Regions from separate parts of the Rattus norvegicus genome. Here region 2 is linked to region 1. A link is a contact called in public Hi-C data. All regions are on one chromosome and are shown on one strand. Each heading gives the region's core, a stretch centred on a gene start, on an enhancer-like site or on the middle of the called end of the contact. The rest is flanking DNA. Distances are from core to core; before and after follow the strand shown. Region 1 has its middle 20 kb from the start of Trank1. Region 2 overlaps Dclk3 (doublecortin-like kinase 3).

What was found. A called contact is a pair of places that touch in the nucleus more often than the background predicts.
Region 2: a contact with region 1 is called in a Hi-C map of the A7r5 cell line, with 4 times the contacts expected there. The contact joins two enhancer-like sites. A contact is called at or near these places in 5 of 12 Hi-C or Micro-C datasets (the A7r5 cell line, Schwann cells, frontal cortex and 2 more).

The regions. Positions count from the first base shown.
Region 1 is chr8:120,132,649-120,136,399 of GRCr8, reverse strand. No RefSeq gene overlaps it. Among named protein-coding and RNA genes, the nearest start is that of Trank1, 20 kb to the left of the region's middle. Within about 2 kb of position 2,494, at least 18 of the 93 cell types and tissues checked have an H3K27ac peak or open chromatin away from gene starts, as enhancers often do. A contact at or near this core is called in the A7r5 cell line, where this site is marked.
Region 2 is chr8:120,308,484-120,312,141 of GRCr8, reverse strand. It overlaps Dclk3 (doublecortin-like kinase 3), which reads right to left. Exons shown (of 5, transcript NM_001191800.1): 2 at 860-2,700. Among named protein-coding and RNA genes, the nearest start is that of Dclk3, 30 kb to the right of the region's middle. Within about 2 kb of position 1,296, at least 1 of the 93 cell types and tissues checked has an H3K27ac peak or open chromatin away from gene starts, as enhancers often do. A contact at or near this core is called in the A7r5 cell line, where this site is marked.

The DNA of each region.
Region 1 (3,751 bases), core at 1,245-3,744:
GTGTGTGTGTGTGCAAGTATGGTACACATGTGCATGTACAGGCCAGCAGTTCTGCATACGGTGTCTATATTTTTATTTGTTTTTGGGGGGGGTATTTTGTTTTGTTTTGGAGACAGGGTTTCTCTGTGTAGCCCTAGCTCTGGAACTCTCTCTGTAGACCAGGCTGGCCTCAAAACTCAAGGAGATCTGCCTGCCTCTGCCTCCTGAATACTAATAGTACTCAAGCCATACAGCACCCTCATCTGGCTTCAGGTGTCTTCCTGAATCAGATCTCCACCATTTTTGCAGAGACAGGGTCTCTCGCCAATCCTTGAGATGGCCAGTTTGATGATCTAGCTGAACAGTGAGCTTCTGGTCATTGCCTATCACTGCCTCCCTTTCCCTCCTCAGCACAGGGCTCACAGACATGGACCACTTTGGCCAGCTTTCAATGCGGGTGCGGGGAATATGAACATAGGTCCCGTGCTGAATATAGTTTTCCATCAACCTGACACAAGCTAAAGTCATCTGAGAGGAGGGAACCCCAATTAAGAAAAAGCCCCCGTAAGATCTGGCTCTAGGCAAGTCGATAGAGTATTTATCTAATTGGTGATTGAGCTGAATAAACCCTTTCTTCCCCTAGTTGCTTCGACCATGGTGTTTTACACAGCGAGGTAGCCCTGACAGGCCCTCCTGCTTCTGCAGCAGGTACCTTAATGACTAAGCATCCCCTCAGCCTGTGGTTTCTCGCAGATCAAGCCGACTCCTGTAACTGGAGCCCTCAAACCTGCCAACACATAAGTCAGAAATCCGACTGCCCACGATAATTTGGGCAACTAGCATGAGTATGGCTGAGACATAAACTCCCAGCGGTGAAGCCTACAACAGATGGAGTTATTGTAGGCTTGAAGAGAATAAATTAATAAATAAATAAACAAACAAACAAAGTTTTTGGTGTTTTTTGATAGAGTTCTAGAAAACTTAATTGTATTGCCTGGAAGTTCCCTATAGTGGCTGGTTTTGTGTATCAACTTGACAGAGAAAGGACCAGGAAATGCCTCCATGAGACCCAGCTATAAGGCATTTTCTCAACTGGTGATCAAGGGGGGAGGACCCAGCCCATTGTGGGTGGTGCTGTCCCTGGGCTGGCGGTCTTGGGTTCTATAAGAAAGCAAGCTGAGCAAGGCAGGGGAAGCGAGCCAGTAAGTAACATCCCTCCATGGCCTCTCATCAGCTCCTGCTTCCTGACCCGCTTGAGTTCCAGTCCTGACTTCCTTTGGTGATGAACAGCAATGTGGAAGTGTGAGCTGAATAAACCCTCTCCTCCCCTACTTGCTTCTGCATCATGAAGTTTTGTGCAGGAATAGAAACCCTGACTAAGACATTCCCGTTTAACTAATTCAAAATTTTCATGCAGTGTCCACTACGTGAGACCTTGTCACAGACCAGCCAGATAGGACAAGTTGACTAACAGTAATAACACTAACACCTGCACCAGACCTACTGGGTAAGCTGAGGCAAACTTGAGGATTCCCTCCATTTGATCCATTCTGATCTTACTGACTCCCTTCTGCCATTAGAGGGGTGTACGGTGGTTTTGTGGCCGATTATTTTTTCAGACGTTCACATTTTTACTTGCCATGAATACTTTGCCTGCATGGATGGATGGATATGCACCACATGCAAGCCGCATGCCCATGGATGTCAGAAGAGGGCCTTGGATCTCCTAACCCTGGAGTTACAGATGCTGAGCTGCCCTGTGGATGCTGGGAGTTGAACCTAAGTCCTCTGCAGGGGGGGCAAGTGCTCTAAACCACTGAGTCATGCCGAGGCCCCTGCGCTGTTATTTTTGCAAACATACAAGCATTCCTACCCTCTTCAGTCTTGCAAATTCCCAGTGTCCCTGTCTCCATGGTAACCTGCTATGGCCCAGGCAGCCTCTGCATCTCTGTCCTTTCTCACTCACACAGTTGAATAGGCAGCTTTTCATGGTTTGCTTTAGGACTGTGAGGTGCAGCTTAGCTCCCCCCAAAGCCTCAGGTTTTCTATGTTCCCGGCTCCCTGGCACAGTGCTTACAAAATGAGTAAAGTACCAGTAATTGCATTAGCAATGGATATGAACATCACAAAATTACTAGTGGTAATTCCAAAATAGTATGTGTGACAATATTATCAACCACCACCACCACCACCACCACCACCACCACCACCCCCGGAATCAACTGTAGAGCGAAACAATATTCAGCGGGAATATTACGTGAAAGGAATTTACATTAAACTGCTCTTATGGGGGAAATGAGGAATAGTGATGTCAAGTGTCCAAGGAAAGAAAGTCTGAGGTGGCTCCGAGTGGGGGGATGGGCTGAAGGTGGGATTCCTAGGGAAAGGACAGTTTGCAAACAGGGCAGCGGGAAAGGAGTGTGTGTGCGCGCGTGCGCGTGCTCTGGTGGAGAGGTGACAAGAGTGTGGGGTGATGAGAATAAGAACATGCTGCTGGCGCTGTGCTCTGTGTCACCCAGAGCTGACTCACCTGTGAAAGTTTTGTGTTTTCCAGATGCCTGCGGCCCAGAGGACCCAGTGCGTAGTCTGCTGCCCCCGTGTGGCAGGAGCGCACACTGCAGCACCCTGGAAGAAACCTTTACCACCAGAGGGCGCAAAGGGCTCAACCTCCCAACAGGCCCGTAGACCTGTGATGTCATTTGTGTATTTTCCAGAGAGTTCTTTGTACACGAGTGGTGATCAAGCAAATGACCAGCTATCACTCAGTCAACCAGGATCCTCTCTTCTGCGTAATCCTTACCTGTTTATTCCTTACTGCCTATTTAGGGTTTCTATTGCTGTGATCAAACACCATGACCGTAGCAATTCAGGGAGGAAAGGATTTATTTCAGCTTCCAATAGTTCATCACTGAGGAAAGTCAGGGCAAGAACTCAAGCACGGCAGGAACCTGAAGGCAGGAGCTGATGCAGAGGTGATGGGAGCTGCTTACTGGCTTGTTCTTCATGACTTGTTTAGTCCCTCCCCCATTAATCACTAATTAAGAAAACGTTTACAGCCACATCTTATGGAGTCATTTCCTCAACTGAGGTTCTGTCCTTTTAGAGAACTCTAGCCTGATATAAAACTATCCGGCATGCTAACTGCCTTATGAATTGCTAGGTCTGGGAAACACACTCATCCCAGGACCTCGTACATTGCAGTTGCTTCATTTAAATGACTCCAAATCTTGGATTTGTATGAAGATGCCATCTATAAGAAATTTTTAGACCTCCCAAAACTACTACTACTACTACTACTTCTTCTTCCTTTTCTTCTTCTTCTTCTCCTCTTCCTCCTCCTCCTCCTCCTCCTCTTCCTCCTCCTCCTCCTCCTTCTCCTTCTCCTCCTCTTCCTCCTCTTCTTCTCCTCTTCCTCCTCCTCCTCCTCCTTCTTCTTCTCCTCATCCCCCTCCTCCTTCTCTTCTCTTTTTTATCTTCTTCTTGGTTTTGTTTTTGAGACATGGTTCCTCTGTATATCTCTGGCTGTCCTGGAACACATTCTGTAGACCAGGCTGATCTCAAACTCAGAGACTGGCCACATTGTTCTTTTAAAAAAGAAATGTAAAAAATATGTTACCCCTAATTCCATCACTCTCAGTCAGTCACTATTGATGACGAGAAAGAAGTCAAAAGCCATGTGGAGAACTCCTTCGTGTTCTCCACAGACCATTCGCCATATGGAATTGCCGGACATCATATAATAATGTGGAAAGAGGTGTGGGGGAGGTTACGT
Region 2 (3,658 bases), core at 47-2,546, 180 kb before region 1:
CAGCTCTGCAGACGGGACCTCCTTGGCACAGCACTGTCCTCAGAGAGGACACAGGGAGGATCGGATGGTCAGCGTAAAGCTTGAGGGAGAAGCCGCCACCAGTTAGACGCTCACTGTCTATGCCAGAGGGTATGTAAGTGTTCAATAAATTAAGTCACATGTTCGCCATCAAAGCAAACATATTTATCTCCTAGGGTAAGAGGAAACATTTTCTGTCTTATTTAAATAGAAAGGTTTATATTTATGTAACAATCAAAACAAATTTATTAAGCAATTTAGGAACTGTAACCAAGTTTTTAAGTACTGAAGTAAGCATGTTAAAGTAGGGTAAGGGAATAGTCTCGAACACAAAGGTAAAACAGTGTATCTTTGTCAGGGTTTCTATTCCTGCACAAAGCACCATGACCCAGAAGCAAGTTGGGGAGGAAAGGGCTTATTCAGCTTACACTTCCACATTGCTGTTCATCACCAAAGGAAGTCAGGACAGGAACCCACACAGGGCAGGAACCTGGAGGCAGGAACTGATGCAGAGGCCATGGAGGGATGCTGCTTACTGGCTTGCTTCCCCTGGTTTGCTCAGCTTGCTTTCTTATAGAACCCAGGACTATCAGCCCAGGGATGGCCCCACCTGCAATAGGCAGGGCCCTCCCACCTTGATCACTAATTGAGAAAATGCCTTACAGCTAGATCTCATGGATGCATTTCCTCAAGTGAGGCTCCTTCCTCTGTGATAACTCCAGCTTGTGTCAAGTTGACACACAAAACCGGCCAGCACACAGCGTGAAGCAGTTGATACCCATTGTGTCCTACATTTTATAGACCCCCCCCCCGCCTTGCAAGAGCAAAACTGCAGACTTACCAGGAGGTTTTCCGGCTTCAGGTCCCGGTGGACGATCTTCTTGTCATGCATGTGGACGAGGGCCTTACACAAGTCTGTGATCATAACTGCAGCGTCAGGCTCTGGAAACTTCACACTTTCGATGATGGCATCGAAAAGGTCCCCTCCCTGCACGTACTCCATGATCAGGTAGATCTCTGCCTCTGTTTCGTAGACCTCATGCAGTTTCACTATGTTGGGGTGAGAGAGACTCTGGATAATTAAAATCTCACTGTCCACAATGTCCTCCTTACCCTTCAGCTGGGATTTGTCAATAATCTTCATGGCGTAAGCCTGCCTGGTCTCTCGGTGCTTGCATTCCTTCACGATGGCAAAATTCCCATCCCCAATGACCCGACCTATGTCATAGTGCTTCTCCACATCCGCTGAGATGATGCCCGTGGGCCTCAGCTTCCGGCCACTGGGTCGTTCCGGCCGGTTCTCTTCCGGCTTCGTCTTAGACTCCTTTTCTAGCATCCTCCTCCCTCCCAGACCACCTGACTTCTTCTCATGCTCTGCTTCCTTCTCCTCCCCTCGGGTTCTGGGGAGCTGTGGGGGTTCAGCCTGCTGCTCTCTCCGGAGCCAGGCAGCATGCTTAATCCTGCATGTGTGCCTGGAATCTCTCCTCGCGTCCACCGCCCCCTCCTCTACAGCTGGCAGACCTTCCATGAGGTCCTTCTGGGCCTTGGCCACGCCCTGAGGGTGACTTTCCTGAGCTTCTGAGCCTCTGCTCTCTTTCTTGTCTGAGTTGTTGTTGGGCCTCCTCAGTTCCTGAGGGGGATCCCTGGGGCTGCCCCGGTGGCTGTCACCCTTCCACCCTTCCTCTCCATCTGTAGACTTTGCCTCAGAAGCCCTCCTGCAGCTCTTGGTCCTGACCAACTTCTCGGAATCCCTCTTCTGGCCCCTCCCCAGGTCCAGCTCACTGGTTCCCGGAGGGCACTGCCCCCTCTGTAGGCCCAACTGCAGCTCTGTTTCTCTCTTACACTTCTCACACCTGACAATCTCCCCCGAGGTCTTTTCAATCTCCACCCCGAGGTGCTTCTCCCCACTTGCATGCGTCTCCTCCTGAGTGGCTTCTCTAGGTGACGGCAGGCCACCATTTTCTGATTCCTGTTTCCCTCCTACCCACTTCTTCTGGGCCCTTGCCTTGTCTTCTGGGGCCAGCTCTGTGGAAGTCTTGCCCTGGTGCCTAATGACTGCCTTGTTCCCCATTACCTCACCATAGCTTCCTGCCTCCCCACAGCGGTGACTTCCTTTCAGAAGCTTGCTGGGAAGCCTGCTTCTTAGCCTTGGGGAGGGGACTCTACTATGAGGGGCCAGGGCAAGGGCGCGGTTCTTAGGATACAGTTCCTCCATAGCCAACTGGATACTCTTCAATGTCAGTGGCTCTTTGCCCATGGCTATGAAAGCATCGCCCTCCCGGAAGAAGTCAGACACACTCTTGACCTCCCTGCCCTTGAGGGTGAACAGCTTCCGCACACGGTCATTCTTCCATCGCGGGAAGCCCAAGGCTTCAGAGATGTCCGACAGGAGCTGCTCAAAGGTCTGCACTGACCGCCTGTTGAGGAGCAGGGTGGCCTTGCGGAGGGGCTGCACGCCCAGCTTCACCACCGTAACCACCCTGGGCTTCAGTGGGCTGTGCTCTGCGCGGACTGAGTGGAGGCTACTCTGAGGGCTGAACATCGGCATGACGGCACCACGTGGCCCCAGGACTGGCTTCTCCAGAGGTCCTCGTCCCGAAGGCAGCCAGGAGCCTGGCAACTTTCTCTCAGAGATCTTCGAGCTTAAGCATTTTAGAGAATGGTCACACGGACCCCGATGGCCTGTAATAGGAGAAATACAGAGGGGGTTACTCAAAGTGGCTTTAAAGAATCCTTTGGACTTCTGGATTGACTGATGGAAGGACTGGAAGTGTAACTTGGTCACAGAACAGCTAGCCAGCACAGAAGAGGACACGGGTTTCATTTACCAGCTACAATAAACAAACAAACAAACAAATAAATAAGATGATAGACAGACAGACAGATGGGCAGGCAGGCAGGCAGACAGACAGATAAAGGATGGAGGATGTATATGTATGTATGTATGGATGGATGGAAGGATGGATGGATGGATGGATGGATGGATGGATGGATGGATGGATGGATGGATGGATGCACCTATGGATGGATGGACAGACAGACAGAGAGATAGATGACAGCACCTTTAAGCTTTGTGTCTCAGCTTCAGTCTCCTCTGTGGGAGCCCAGAATGGGGTCAACAGAAAGGCTGAAGTAGCTCTTTTGGAGAGACCTCCCCTGAGCCAAGACACAACTGGGAAACCTGGAGTGAGGGTCTGGCCCATTGAACACAAGTTAAAGTCCCAAACTGTCTGCCTAGGATGCAACCTGAAGCTAAACATTTCAGAACTTCAGGGGCCTCTGATCTTTCCCATCCTTTTGCCCAGCTAGACTTTCATCTCCTACAAGGGAAGCTGTATGAGGAGACAGCATGATGGTCGCAGCTGAGGCAGCCCAGGATTTCCATCCTGGAGTGACCCCTAACTATTTCTATAGACTCAGGCAAAGTTTTTGTGCTTCCTTCTTTTAAACCTGTGACAATAGGAAGGTAGCATTTCCCTCCCAGTGTTGTCGAGTAAATAGGAAAGTAGACAGGTCGTAGTTCATTTAACGAAATGCTGACAGCTATCAACACTTCCCCTATAACCTTAGTATCAGTTTCTGTGCTATCATTTCATTCGGTTACGGCACAAGTCTAGGTGCACAGCTTTGCCCGTCATCA